Regions from separate parts of the Arachis hypogaea genome. Here region 2 is linked to region 1. A link is a contact called in public Hi-C data. All regions are on one chromosome and are shown on one strand. The core of a region is the stretch at or near the end of the contact, and the rest is flanking DNA. Distances in the headings are between cores, read along the strand shown. Region 1 holds the start of LOC112772430 (protein DETOXIFICATION 18). Region 2 has its middle 16 kb from the start of LOC140181320.

Region 1 (6,687 bases), core at 2,382-4,881:
AGATGTTTACAGGGAGATATATCACACCGAAAAGCTTCCACCTCCTCAGCCCATCAAACACAAAAGGCTGGAAGTCGGACAGAATATTGCGAGTACCACAATCTGTACGAATATCCTACTAATGATTATTATTATTTAAAGAATGTCATAGAAAAATTGGCCAGGAAAGGCCGGTTAGAAAGGTACTTGGCCGAGATATCGGACGATCAAAGAAAGAGGAAAAGAGACGATGATGACGGAGGACGGCGAGATCGACTCCCGCAAACTCCTGAGAGGCACATAGACATGATAAATGGAGGGTTTGCAGGAGGAGGAATCTCTAAATCCTCCCATAAAAGGCATCTTAAAGAAGTATACCAAGTCGGGAAAGATAATAGAATTTTTGATATACCAACAATCTCATTTACCAAAGAGGATGCACAAGGGGTGACACCTGGCCACGATGACCTAGCAGTGATAACAATGATCCTTGCTAATGCAAATCTCCATAGAACTACCTAGCTCGGATTAAAGCTGGCTCGAATTTTCTAAATACCTTTTTATATCCAGATAAGGAGCTCGACCCCAAAACTCCTGAAACACCTCGACCACACCCTCTTCTACCTTGTCTAAGTCATCCAAGTTATATTTAATTATCACAGAGTTTTCTTCCCAATACAAAGGAAAAATATGCTCATCCTCATCATTCAGGAAAAAAGATCAGACACCGTCTACAGCTCGGACCTTAAAGAAATAATTCTTAAAGTCGTGGAAGGACTCGTCAAAAATAGCTAAAACTTTCCTACCCTGGATAGCACGGAAAGAGAGCCAACCTTATTTTTTAGAGCTAAAATGTTTGGTGAGCACGAAGAGGTAAAAGAAGACCTTAAGAGAAGGTCAGACATCCAGTTTCTGACAAAGAATTTAGTATATTTTTAAGAAACCCCAAGAATTTGGATGCAATTGGGTAGGGACAACATTGAAGAATTTAAAGACCTCTGACTCAAACTCAGAAAAAAGAAAGGTAACCCCTAACTTCGTGAAAAAATAATCATAAACATATATTAAATGCCGCTCCAACCTATCAAGTCGGGGGAAGCAAACTCTCTCCTCAGGATCAGCAACAACAATCTCATAGTTTCTCTCATCCTCTCGACTTAAACATAACCTATGATGTCTACAAAAGGTATCGACATATTCATTATCAATCACAAGGATAAGGGTAAGAACAGTTAAATCTACTCATTTCAAGTCGGATAGGACCTTAGACGATATGCTGTGAACTACTGACAGACACATATAAGCTACATCTACAATACAACAAAGCAAAAATCCATCACTACAAATTAGACAAAACAAAGCAAGAAATTAGAAGGTCGGGACAGTTTCAAAGATTGACACTAACATCCCGAACGTAAAGCAAAAACAACACAGGCATTCACAAACTCAAAAGAGGTCGGGTCAACATTGTGAAACCCTCCCAGAGCCCAAACGGTTATGCGATACCTCTTACATATAGAAATGAGGTCATCTCCTACATGAAAATGACATCATTTGGGGGCAATATAGAACCCCACGTTTAGAACCACAACAATAATAAAAATCTTTCAACAACCAAAACCAGATTTTCAAGAACGCAAAACCCCAAAGTCATAGTGGCAATCACAAGAAAGATTTCAAAAATTCCATTCATTCAAACATGGATACAACCCAAAATACAGAAAAACAACAAAAGAGGAATAAAAGCACCAACCTTGAAGGAGCACGAAAATAGAAGGGCGATACAAACTGCAGAAACCCGAAGAATCCTCTCCCAAAGTGCGAACAAAATCCTCTAAAAAGTTTTAAGATGAAGAAATCTTGAATACTGGAGCAAAGTGCAAGAAAGAAGGAGTGAAAAAGGTTACGAAGCTAACATTTTAGAAGCAGAAAAAGAAAGAAAGAGGGAAGAATGGAATATTTATAAGACACCAGGGGCAAAAGTGATATTTCGTACCCCTCATTAATGAAGTGCATGGATCCCAAAAAAACTGCAATGTAATGCACGTCGTGTCATTAAGTGGCCCAACGTTTTCAAAAAATTTTAAAACACGTCGAGTACCCGACCTCTTGAAAGTTGTATACTCAACGAAGGAAACTGATGAAGCCACAAACGCTCGAGCCCAACCTCATAAAAACTCGGACTCCAGCAAGGGGACTGTTCATACCCGGACCCAAAAATATAAAGTCAGGCCAAATAAAAATAAAAGCCCACCCAAAATGGTGGCCTCATCTACTTACCTAACCTCAAAAGGTCAGGCACGACAAGGGTGGTTCAACCCTACTTATCTGAATAAGTAACTATCCCCTGAAATATATCCTACTATTTCTCTATTTTATCTAGAAGGGAGATCTCAATAAATTTTCGAGATAAAGGGAACGATCATCCACCATCAATGGTGGAATTATTCTAAAGGTGGTTATCCTTTTACTATAAATACATTGATAGAATCTCAGGTATATTCAGGACTCAATCTACTAAAAACCTGCTAAAACCATTGCTAACTTAAACATCAAAGTCTCTTGCAAGTACCACATCCTCAAGAGTAACTCGGACGGCAGCATCTCGGCTCCAACAGAAGTCGGACGCTGCCCCAAAAGGAGTCTGGACCTCACGTTCAGACCCATATCACCGTTTTAACCTTCAAAATATGAATATTATAATAAATTCTAATATTTTAAGTGGTTATCAACATTTAATGTAAGTAGTTATTACATGTATTATTAGAATTAAAGTTGTATTTGTTTATAGACACGGAACATTGAAATAAGAACAGAGAGACACATATAAACTAATATTTGACAGATAAATTATAGATAAAAATATTGTATCTAAAAATATTAAATTAATATATTTTGTGTCTATTTTAATAAAAAAAATTAACTTATTTTTTATTTTTTTAATTATTTTTATTATTTTTTATAATTATATTTTTTATTGTTATATTTTTTATAATTATAAAAATCTAAATTATAAAGTTAAATTTTTATAATTTATTTTAATTTATTACTAAATAAAATATAAAAATATTACCTTTTATATCTTTATCATTTATATTTCCTTATCAATATCATGTCTTACCTCTATCATTTATATTAAAGATTGTTCTCTTCTCTTAAAGTTGAATAGTCTCATATACCCGCAAGTGGTGTGGGACTCACAAGAGTCTTACATATGGCCTACTATATTGAATATGCTAAGTGAATCTGATAGTACTAAATTAGGAGTCAAACAAACAATTGTTTTTAATATATCAATATTCATTTTAAAAAACGTTAATGTTGCTAAAATATATGCATATATGGTACTTATACTATGATAGTTACAGTATTTAAAAAAATATATAATTAAAATTAAAGTAATTTTTTAATTATTTAACATTTTTTAATTTAAAAATAAAAAATATTACTAAAATATATAAAAAATATAATTTTAATTTTAACAACACTTATATAATCACTATAATTATAAATATACTTTTTAAAATAAATACTGTTTTAGTATTAATATTTTTTTAATAATTAAATATATATATTTATTAATTAAAATAATTTAAATATAAAAAATATTTAATGTATAAATAATATTTTTCATGATATAAATATGTATGCGTGGGCTCCCGAAAAGAATTGAACAAAATAGAAAAGAAGTAGAACAGAGAAGAGAGGAAACGTGACCACATAGAACTCATTAATTGGGAGATAATAATAATGTTAGGAAGTAATAACAAAAGTTCCCATGGCACTGCAGCAACAACAACACCTCTCTTATTAGGTGATAGAGAAGAAGTAGAAGATGCACAGCAACAAGAACAACATGAAGAATGGTGGAAGAGAATCTTGGATATGGATGAGGCAAAGCATCAACTACTGTTTTCACTGCCCATGATTGTTACAAACTTGTTGTATTACTTAATCACTTTGGTTTCAGTAATGCTTGTTGGTCACCTTGGTGACCTTCAGCTTGCTGGTTCCACTCTTGCCAACTCATGGTTCAGTGTCACTGGTGTCTCTCTCATGGTAATCATTCACACAACTCTTTCTTATCTTATCTGCTTTAGTTAATTTCTATTTCATTTTATTATGATATTGGATTTGTTTTAAATTGGCTCATTTATTTAATATAGTGAACCAAAACTGAGGGTACAAATATTTTCTCTATTGTTTTAATGTGATAGATTCTTGTTGACAATATAATATAATGGTGGTTTTGGCCCCTGAAGATACACACTATTGAGAATTGGTGGTCTTTTAGCTAGTTTACGTTGAAGAGTTCTTTAATTTTGTTTAGAGAGTTGTGAGAATACGAAATAGTCATTGGTCGTACTTGTGGTAAGTCATTGGTCGTACTTGTGAGTGTTAATTTGTTATATAATAGTCATGACTAAACATTGCTTAAAAAAAAATGAATGGTTAAGAAAAGTAGAAAACAGAAGCTAATATAATATGTAATTAGTGGATCAAACAAGAGTAAGAACTGTGACTTGCTTAACATATGAAATTTTTTCTTTTTGAACAATTATTTAATCTATCATTTGAGTTAAGATCTAATACACAATAGATTACTAGCACAATTGCTCCCACAGAGTGTGTCTAAGGTTCTGAAGGTCAAACCGGTTATTGTACTGGTGGAGTTAAAAGTTTTCAAAGATCCCATTAAAATTCAACTAGGATTGAATAACATATAATTAAAATAATATATTTATATATAATATATAATTTTTTTTATAATTTATTATTTTAAATTGATTATTATAAAAATTATATCGATTCAACTGAGTAACCATTTTTTTAGTTTTTGATTGATTTATTGTCAAAGAATTTTTATTTTGAACTGAATTGATTTGATAATCGATTTTTAGTTAACTGAGTCGAACTGATCATTTTGTTCTAGTTAGAAGTGGTAGGAGCCTACATGAGACCTACATATGGCCCATTATCACAAACATTCTACAAATGAGTTTGATGGTAAATTGAGTGTGGCAAACATTTCTTTTAACAATAGCTTATGTTGTTTGATGGTAAAGTATCAACATTCATGTTAAATACACAGCTAAAATTATTAGTAACACACCCTATGTTGAATGTGACATTAAACTCTAGTATTGTTTTTCATGTTCTTTTCTTAGGTTGGTTTGAGTGGGGCACTAGAAACACTATGTGGGCAAGGATTTGGTGCAAAAGAATATCAAATGCTGGGAATTTATCTACAATCTTCATGCATCATATCCTTTGTTTTCTCCATCATCATATCCATAATTTGGTTCTACACACAACATATCTTAGTACTACTTCACCAATCCCAAGACATATCAAAAACAGCAGCACTCTACATGAAGTTCTTTTTTCCAGGCTTATTTGCATATGGATTCTTGCAAAACATTCTTAGGTTTCTCCAAACACAATCTGTTGTGACACCATTGGTTATTCTCTCAGCTATCCCATTGTTGATCCACATTGGTATTGCATATACATTGGTTGAGAAGACAGGTTTGGGTTTTGTTGGTGCACCTATTTCAGCTTCAATTTCACTATGGATAGCTATTGTTTTGTTGGCTTTGTATGTTATGTATGGAAAGAACTTCAAGTTGACATGGGAAGGGTTTTCTACTCAATCTTTTCATTATGTATTCCCTAGCCTTAAACTTGCTCTGCCCTCTGCAGCAATGGTATGGTATGAGACACTAACAAACTCTACTTTTTCACTTTTGCATCTCTTCAAATCTAAATTAGTAGTAGTAGACCCGAAAATTAAATAGTTTTCTCGTTTCTAATTCTGTAAGTTTACGTCAAATTAAATTGCTTTCTAACAAAAAAAAAAATGCAAAACTGAGTAATTCTTGAACTTTTAAGATTTTAATTTTTAAAGAATTTAGTCTTTTTGTATCAAATTCTTTTATTAGAAAATATGGGGACCAATTTTTTTTTTGTTAGAAAAAAGATTATAGATTAATTTGCCAATTTTTTTATATTGGAAAGACTAATACTTTTTATATGAAAATGGGTAAGGATTAATTTAAAAATTTACACCTGGATGAATATAACTTCTAGAATCAACAGTATTTGCAAGTCAAATTGAGAGAATATTGCTGCAAGTTAGTGATAGAGTATTATATTTATGAATCTCATAATTATGTTTTCTTGTTATTCAAGTTTGGAGTATTGGGCTTTTGAAGTCTTGGTTTTCTTAGCTGGAATAATGCCTGATTCAGAAATAACCACTTCCTTGATTGCAATATGGTATGGATGGTTCTAATGGTTTAGATTTTCATTTTCAAATTAATTATTTTACTTTTTATAGAATTAATTCTCTTTAATTAATCTTTAAAACAAAAATCTGCAGTGCCAATACAGAATTCATTGCATACATGATAACTTATGGTCTCAGTGCTGCTGCAAGGTTAGTTAATTGAACATATTCTTATGTTTTAGATCTTATTAATTTTTTTTCAATTATTGAAAAACCTTAGCTTGATGACAGCACCCGAGTTTCGAACGAACTGGGAGCCGGCCACCCGGACCAGGCGATTCGCGCGATGAGAGTGACTCTCACTCTCTCAGTTCTGCTTGGTTTGTGCTTTGTTTTGGCACTTGTATTTGGTCATAATATATGGATTCAAATGTTCAGTAGCAGTTCTAAAATAAAGGAGGAGTTTGCTTCAATAACAC
Region 2 (6,687 bases), core at 2,481-4,980, 200 kb before region 1:
CCTTCCAAAGATGCATGCAACGTCCCACCCACAAAATTCTCACTTGCCATATTCAGCGAATCTTCAGTTTCACTATTTTGAAATTTGAATTCCTGAATTTTCGCATTCTCCGGTGGCCTTTCCTGAATTTTTGCCTTCTCCGGCGGTCTTTCCGCGGTGTTTACCGGCTTCTCTCCGACTTCTGCTCCTCTGTCTTCTTCTTGTGATACATTCAAGCTTTCTAGTGGTGCTCGAACCACCTGCTTTTCTGTCTCTCCATAATCTCTAGTCACATGCCCAAAACAATTGCATTTATCACAAATGAGATGCAAATTCTCATATTCGATGTTGTACTCAAAACCATCTACCATGATTTTTCGTTTCACAGGCTGCCCCAGATCAATTTGAATGCATGCACGTGCATACTTTCCGCGCTTAGCCGATTTGGTGGCTAAGTCAACCTTGATCGGCTTCCCCAATGTTCTAGCTATATTCAAGATAGCCTTCTCACTATAATACCATATGTTAAGGCCTGTGACTTTGATCCAGACTAGAGTGGATCCAAAAGTGTCATCACATGGGCGGAACGACGAACACCACGGCTTAACCGCCACATAATTACCAGCAATCATCCATGGCCCTCCAAGTAGCACGCGCTCTCTATCCTCCCGTAAATCAAACTTGATGAGAAAATATCCAAAACCAACATCTAACACTTCATATCTTCCTCTGGTTCTCCAAACTCCTCTTAACTTATGTGTAATGGCGGAGTAGCTAAAGGTTTTGCCGAGGACTTTAATGATAATGGCATCCTTGTATGGAGCAGATAGGATCATTCTAGCTTCCTCCGAAAAAACCACACTAGGTATCTCTCCATCAATAATGGTTGCCATTTTGTCCTTATCAAGAGCGTCCACTCCGTGAGAGAAACTAGCCGACGCTTCTCCTACTACTTTGTCTCGAAAAGAGACCTTGAAAGGTTCCTTGTCCTTTACCTTCTTTTTTCCATCTTCCATGTCCTGAGTTGCTCCTTGCCTTTCAATCTCCATGGCGCCTCCTGACACTTTGTTTTGGTCCAAACCAGATTTTTCACTGGCCTCCATAACATTCTTGCCCTTCGAAGCCTCATCTATCAAACCTGGATCAAGGTTTCCGCTGTCCTTCCCATCAACAAGAAAGTTTTCTTCTAAAACCCTACCACCGTCTCCACCGCCCCGCTCTCCCCCGCTCTCTCCACTCATTAGGTATTTTTTTTTATAGTCAAATTAATTAAATCATCTAACGGTTTTCAGATATTAATTTTATATATTAATTTAAATATTTGTACGATAGATTAATATTATAGATTTAGTTAAATTTAGAATAATTACTTGACTAGTATTAGAAGGAATAAAATTTTGTCATTTTTTATATTGTAGATCAATTAATAACATAAGTAATTTGTAGAATATAATTTATTAACTAGTATTTATTTACTTATTTATCTAGTTAAACTCAAGATAATTATCTAATTAGGTTTAGCTAACTTTTTAGTTAAATTTTGGATAATTACTTGATTAGGAATAAATATATGTTTATATTTATATTATTTTATTAAATATTTATTTATAATGTATAACTTTAATTAATTTTAAAAATATAAATTCATAAATATTTATTTATAATTTATAATTTGTAGATATATTTTAATTTTAATTTTACTTATTTATTAAATATTTATTTCATGATGTTGTTGTAGTAGAGCTTTCTATTACAACGGATGGAGAATTCATTGTGGAAATGAAATTCAGTATTAGAGAAGTTGTTATTACAGCTATCAAAGATTATATCATCTGTAGAGGTATAGACTATCAGAGTGTATAAGTCGGAATCGATGATATTTTATGCCAAATACATACAATATGACACAAGCTGTGATTGACTGATCAGGGTCAGCATGATCCACAGAAAGTACTATTGGAAGATAAACAGGTACAATGATAGTCACACTTGTAGTAGAGCCACCATTTCTTAGGACTATTCGAAACTAGATTCCAACACAATTATAGAAGTAATAAAGTCATTGGTAGATGATGATTCCTCTATAAATTCTTTTATCCCGGAGAAGTTGTTGAGCAATGGCAGAAATTTTTAGTGCACTGTTGTCCCAGACTTGTTTTCAAATAAGATTGTCCAAACCTCCAAATAATAACATGATGTGACATTTCATGTACCTCTAAATGCCAATTTCATCCGTCAAATTTAAACGATCTTTCATATTCGGAAGTCACATCAACTTTATAAAACTTTCTCTACAATCTGCCTTCTTAAGTGCAACTCTAAACCGGTGCAAATATTTAACCTCTAAGTCATCGTGATTACTCATAGTCATTTCTGTCATTAGAAGACCATTTGTCAAAAGACCAAGAATTACAGCCACATCTTCCAATATCACAGTACACTCACCAACCAAAAAGTGAAATATATGTGTATTTAGGTGCTATCTCTCAATTAGAGCATTTACCATTGTCGACTGACATTGAATTACTCCAATTTAAAAAACGTGATAAAAACCAATCTGTCGTAAATACTCCTCAACAATAAAATTGTACGGATCCGGTGGAAGTAGGTAGTTACACATCAACATTCATAAGCCCTACAAAACATAATCAAATATTACATCAAATAAAATTATCTATAAACACTAAATAATTAAAATTTTTATTAATTAAATTATATTTTAATTATTTTATCACAATTTATAACTGTAAAACAAAATTATTTATTATCATTAACATAATTTAATTATATTTAACAAATTACCATTAATTATCCGAATAATAATATAATATACACTAATATTATTATTAATTAAAAGTAGAGGTCCACGTTTATTCTATTATTCACATACATACAAGGCTTATATAACTAATATTATTAAAATAATAATCAATTACTTAAAATAACTTAGTATTTATATATCCAAAAATTTTAAAAATATCTAATTTATTAATAACAATAAATAATTTATTAAATTAACAATAAATTTAGTATTAATAAATTATTTATATTAATTAATTTATTAACACTAAATTCATTCATTAACACGTACGGCTATTATATTAATTACTTAAGTAATATTATTATAATAACGATAATAATTGTATCTAAAAAATTAAAAATTTAATTATAATAAATATATTAATTATATATACTGTATTATATTATATATCTAACAATAATTAATTATAATAATAATTAACTCATTAGTTACTCAAAATATGCTAAATATATTTTTAAAAAAAATCCACAATTATATTTAATTTCTAACAATTACTAATAAAACTTAAATATATCTAAAATTATAATTATAATAATTATTAAATACACTAATCGCACCGGAACATGTATTATCTAATGTATATAAGCCTATGTCGACAACATTAGCTAATTAAATTCAGTACATAACATCTCTAAATACAATATGCTAATTATCACTTAATCTTTATAAACAACATTAATTTATAATATTATTATTATTATTATTTTTATTAAATCAAAAAATTTAAAAATAATAACTTACATATTAAGATGACTAAAATAATTAACAATGTGAAGTTTACGAATGATCATCTTTTATTTTAGGTCTCCTTTTTGGCCTTCTTTGTGTTTTCAGAGAAAGAACAATAATAGATATGGAAGAGTGGAGCACGCCAGTTGGTGCATGTCCGACACGTGACTATCATACATAAATCGAACCCTTCGATTACTGATCTACTAACTCAAATGACCGTCCGATTTGCTCTCTCCTGTCATCACAATGGCATCAAACATCATAGTCCCTAATAATGTTGCGTTACACTTTTGTGAACTTGTGATACTCATTCAAAATTAAAAAGTGCATATCTACACGTGTAAAAATTTGTCGACAAAACCAGCAAATGTCAAATGTCTCCAAAAAACGACAAAAGTTACAGTTTCATGATTCATCAAGTTGTCATCAAATGTCAAATGTCAAATGTGTTGCAGTCTTTGGTAACACTTTAGCTAAGAGATTAAATTGGATAATAACCACTTTTTTTTAAGCAGCAATAATTATTACTAATTAATAAGATGTTTTATTTTAGACTTTTTAGACATTGTTTTGGCCGAATCCGTCATTATTTGATTTTAGGAAGTTTTTTAAAATGGATGCCAATTTATCTAAAGTTCATGATATATTTTATATACTATTATAAAAAGATATGGTCACCTTCCACTTAAATTAATTTTATAATATTGTATCCAATAATAAATTAATTATGTATATTTTAACAAATAATAATTTATTTAGACCTATAAAAAGAATCTATATTGTTACATATAAAGATCTATATAATTTGTATTAAAAAAATTATTGTTGCAAATAAATGTGTTTTTGTAACTAAAGAAATAAAAAATATTATAAAATTAAATTATATTTTGTAACAAAATTTTTATGATAAAAAAATAATATTGTTACAAAAAATATTTTAAAAAATAAAAAATTTGTTATAAAATATTATTTTGTATTATAATAATTTTATTTTTTGTTATAAAATTTTTTTGTAATGAGACATACTACAATAATTCTGTAACAATTTTTTTGTTACAACTTTTTTTTCATTTTAAAATTCAGATTTTTTGTAATAATTTTTTTATTACAAATACTATTTTTTCTTATAGTATGGTCACATTCCATGGAAGCTACAAATACTGTAGGTGCTTGTTGGACTACGATGTTAGGGTTTGAAGATATGCTAGCTCCAATAAAAATTCTTTCGTCGAATGAAATGCCGTATCAATTCTCCCATATACCTTCTGAAATCATCATATACATTATGACTCAAGATTTTAAACTAAAGATTTACATGTAGTCTTAAGTTAAAAAAAAAAAAAAAAAAAGAGAGTATAAAATGTGCTTTAAGCTAAATGAAAGCCCAAAAATAATTTCCAAAAATCAAATAAAAAACATATCAAAATGTCCAAACGTCTCAAAAAAATATCTTATTAATTAATAATTTTTTTTGCTTAAAAAGTGTTGGTCATTATCAATCAATAATGTTACTTTCTCATATATATTTTAGTTAGAAGGAGTTTTTCTTTGAATATTAGGGAGAATGATAATGGAAGTGAAAAACAGAAAGATGATGAGAAAAGAAAAAATCAATGAGTACATGTTAAGAATAAAATCTCAAGTATTCATCAAGATCAGTTCGAAAATAGAGAACCTTTTGCTAAGAAGCAGGAAGTAAATTCTGAAAGTATTCGAAACTCAAAAACATTTGAAAATCTTATAAGAGTAGATTTGAGATCATTTATTATTTTTGTGGATAATATACCACGATTGGTGAATCTTCAATGGTTGTGGAAAGTATTTAGTAAAGAGAGATAGGCTGTGGATATTTTTCTATGAAAAAAGAAATGGTTGACGATTCCTCATAAGTTTACTTTTGTCAGATACGCCTTCAACAACCATGTATAGAGGGTAGTTTATCACCTTTATGGTTGGAATGTAAGTGGAGTATAGTTATCGGTGTTAGAAGCTAAGTATGGGAGAGGTGATAATAAGGATGGTTATAGTGCCAATCCTAATGGTTATAACATAAATGAGAAACAACGTTCTCAAAGAATGGAGGAAAACAGGCATGTGGGTTATGGAAGATCTTTTAAAGAGTGTCTTATTGGCTCTGATTATGCAAAAGATGATAAAGTGGTTGAGAAGTGCAAAAACAAAGACAAGGTAACGGTGAAAACTGTTAAAGGTAGTATGAAACTAAGTATGATAAAGAAATTACAAAGGAGTGTTATTAGAGAGTCGGTAATTCTTATAGATGAGGAAGACACCATTCCTTATTTATTTCAAGATTGACATACATTGTCTGAAGTAAAATCTATGAGCCCATTTAAAATGGTCATTATTTACAATTCAATTGAAAATATAGAAGAGGCCTTCCAATCATCTTTTTTGTTGAATTATTTTGGATAAATAAAAAGATGGTCCGAAAATGAATCCTATAGAACAAGGAGGACGTGGATTGAAATGCACGGTATGCCACTACATGTTTGGAGTGAAGAAAACTTTTGTAATATTGCAGAGGTTTGGGTTCCTGTTATAAATTGGGACAAAAATTCTATTCAAAGTCAAAGCTTCAATCCAGTAAGTGTTATTGTAGAAACTACTTGGGTGCCCATAATACAAGATCAAATTCTCTTAAAAGTAAATGAAGCAAAATATGAAATCTTTATTAAAGAGAGATGTGGCAATCTTCTTGGTGATAAGGACAAGATGGTGATAGTAAAAAATAGTAAAGGGATGAATATATATAAAAAATAAATACTTTTAAGCAGCTTTGAGAGAAAATTCAATATTCAAGCAAAAGAGTTGGAGAAGAAAGATAATGTGATGGAGGAGGAATTGGGAAACAACGTAGCAAATGAGAAGAACACAAGTTATGATCTGTTGACAGACTTGTCTCAAGGAGAAGCCATGGAGAATGATAAAGGTGAACTTCTAGACATACAAGAAATGGAGCTAAGAAATAACTTTGATAGTTCAATCTCAACTAAATGCTTGGAAGATGATAGATGCACAGATAAAGTGATACCGAAAAATTAATTGGGTTTCGATGGTCCAAAATGAAGTGTAGTAGGGTGTAATAGCTCATAAAATGGATGATGATGAATCAATTTCTGCACCCCTATATCCAC

Evidence for each region. A called contact is a pair of places that touch in the nucleus more often than the background predicts.
Region 2: a contact with region 1 is called in a Hi-C map of leaf, with 4 times the contacts expected there. The contact joins the enhancer-like site here to the promoter of LOC112772430 in region 1. A contact is called at or near these places in 4 of 8 Hi-C or Micro-C datasets (leaf and an unstated tissue).

Annotation. Positions count from the first base shown.
Region 1 is chr18:25,643,097-25,649,783 of arahy.Tifrunner.gnm2.J5K5, reverse strand. LOC112772430 (protein DETOXIFICATION 18) reads left to right here and starts at 3,631. Exons shown (of 7, transcript XM_025817371.2): 1 at 3,631-4,038; 2 at 5,148-5,692; 3 at 6,172-6,258; 4 at 6,362-6,418; 5 at 6,500-6,687. The coding sequence starts at 3,730.
Region 2 is chr18:25,846,349-25,853,035 of arahy.Tifrunner.gnm2.J5K5, reverse strand. No RefSeq gene overlaps it. Among protein-coding and RNA genes, the nearest start is that of LOC140181320, 16 kb to the right of the region's middle. Within about 2 kb of position 3,730, at least 3 of the 3 cell types and tissues checked have open chromatin away from gene starts, as enhancers often do.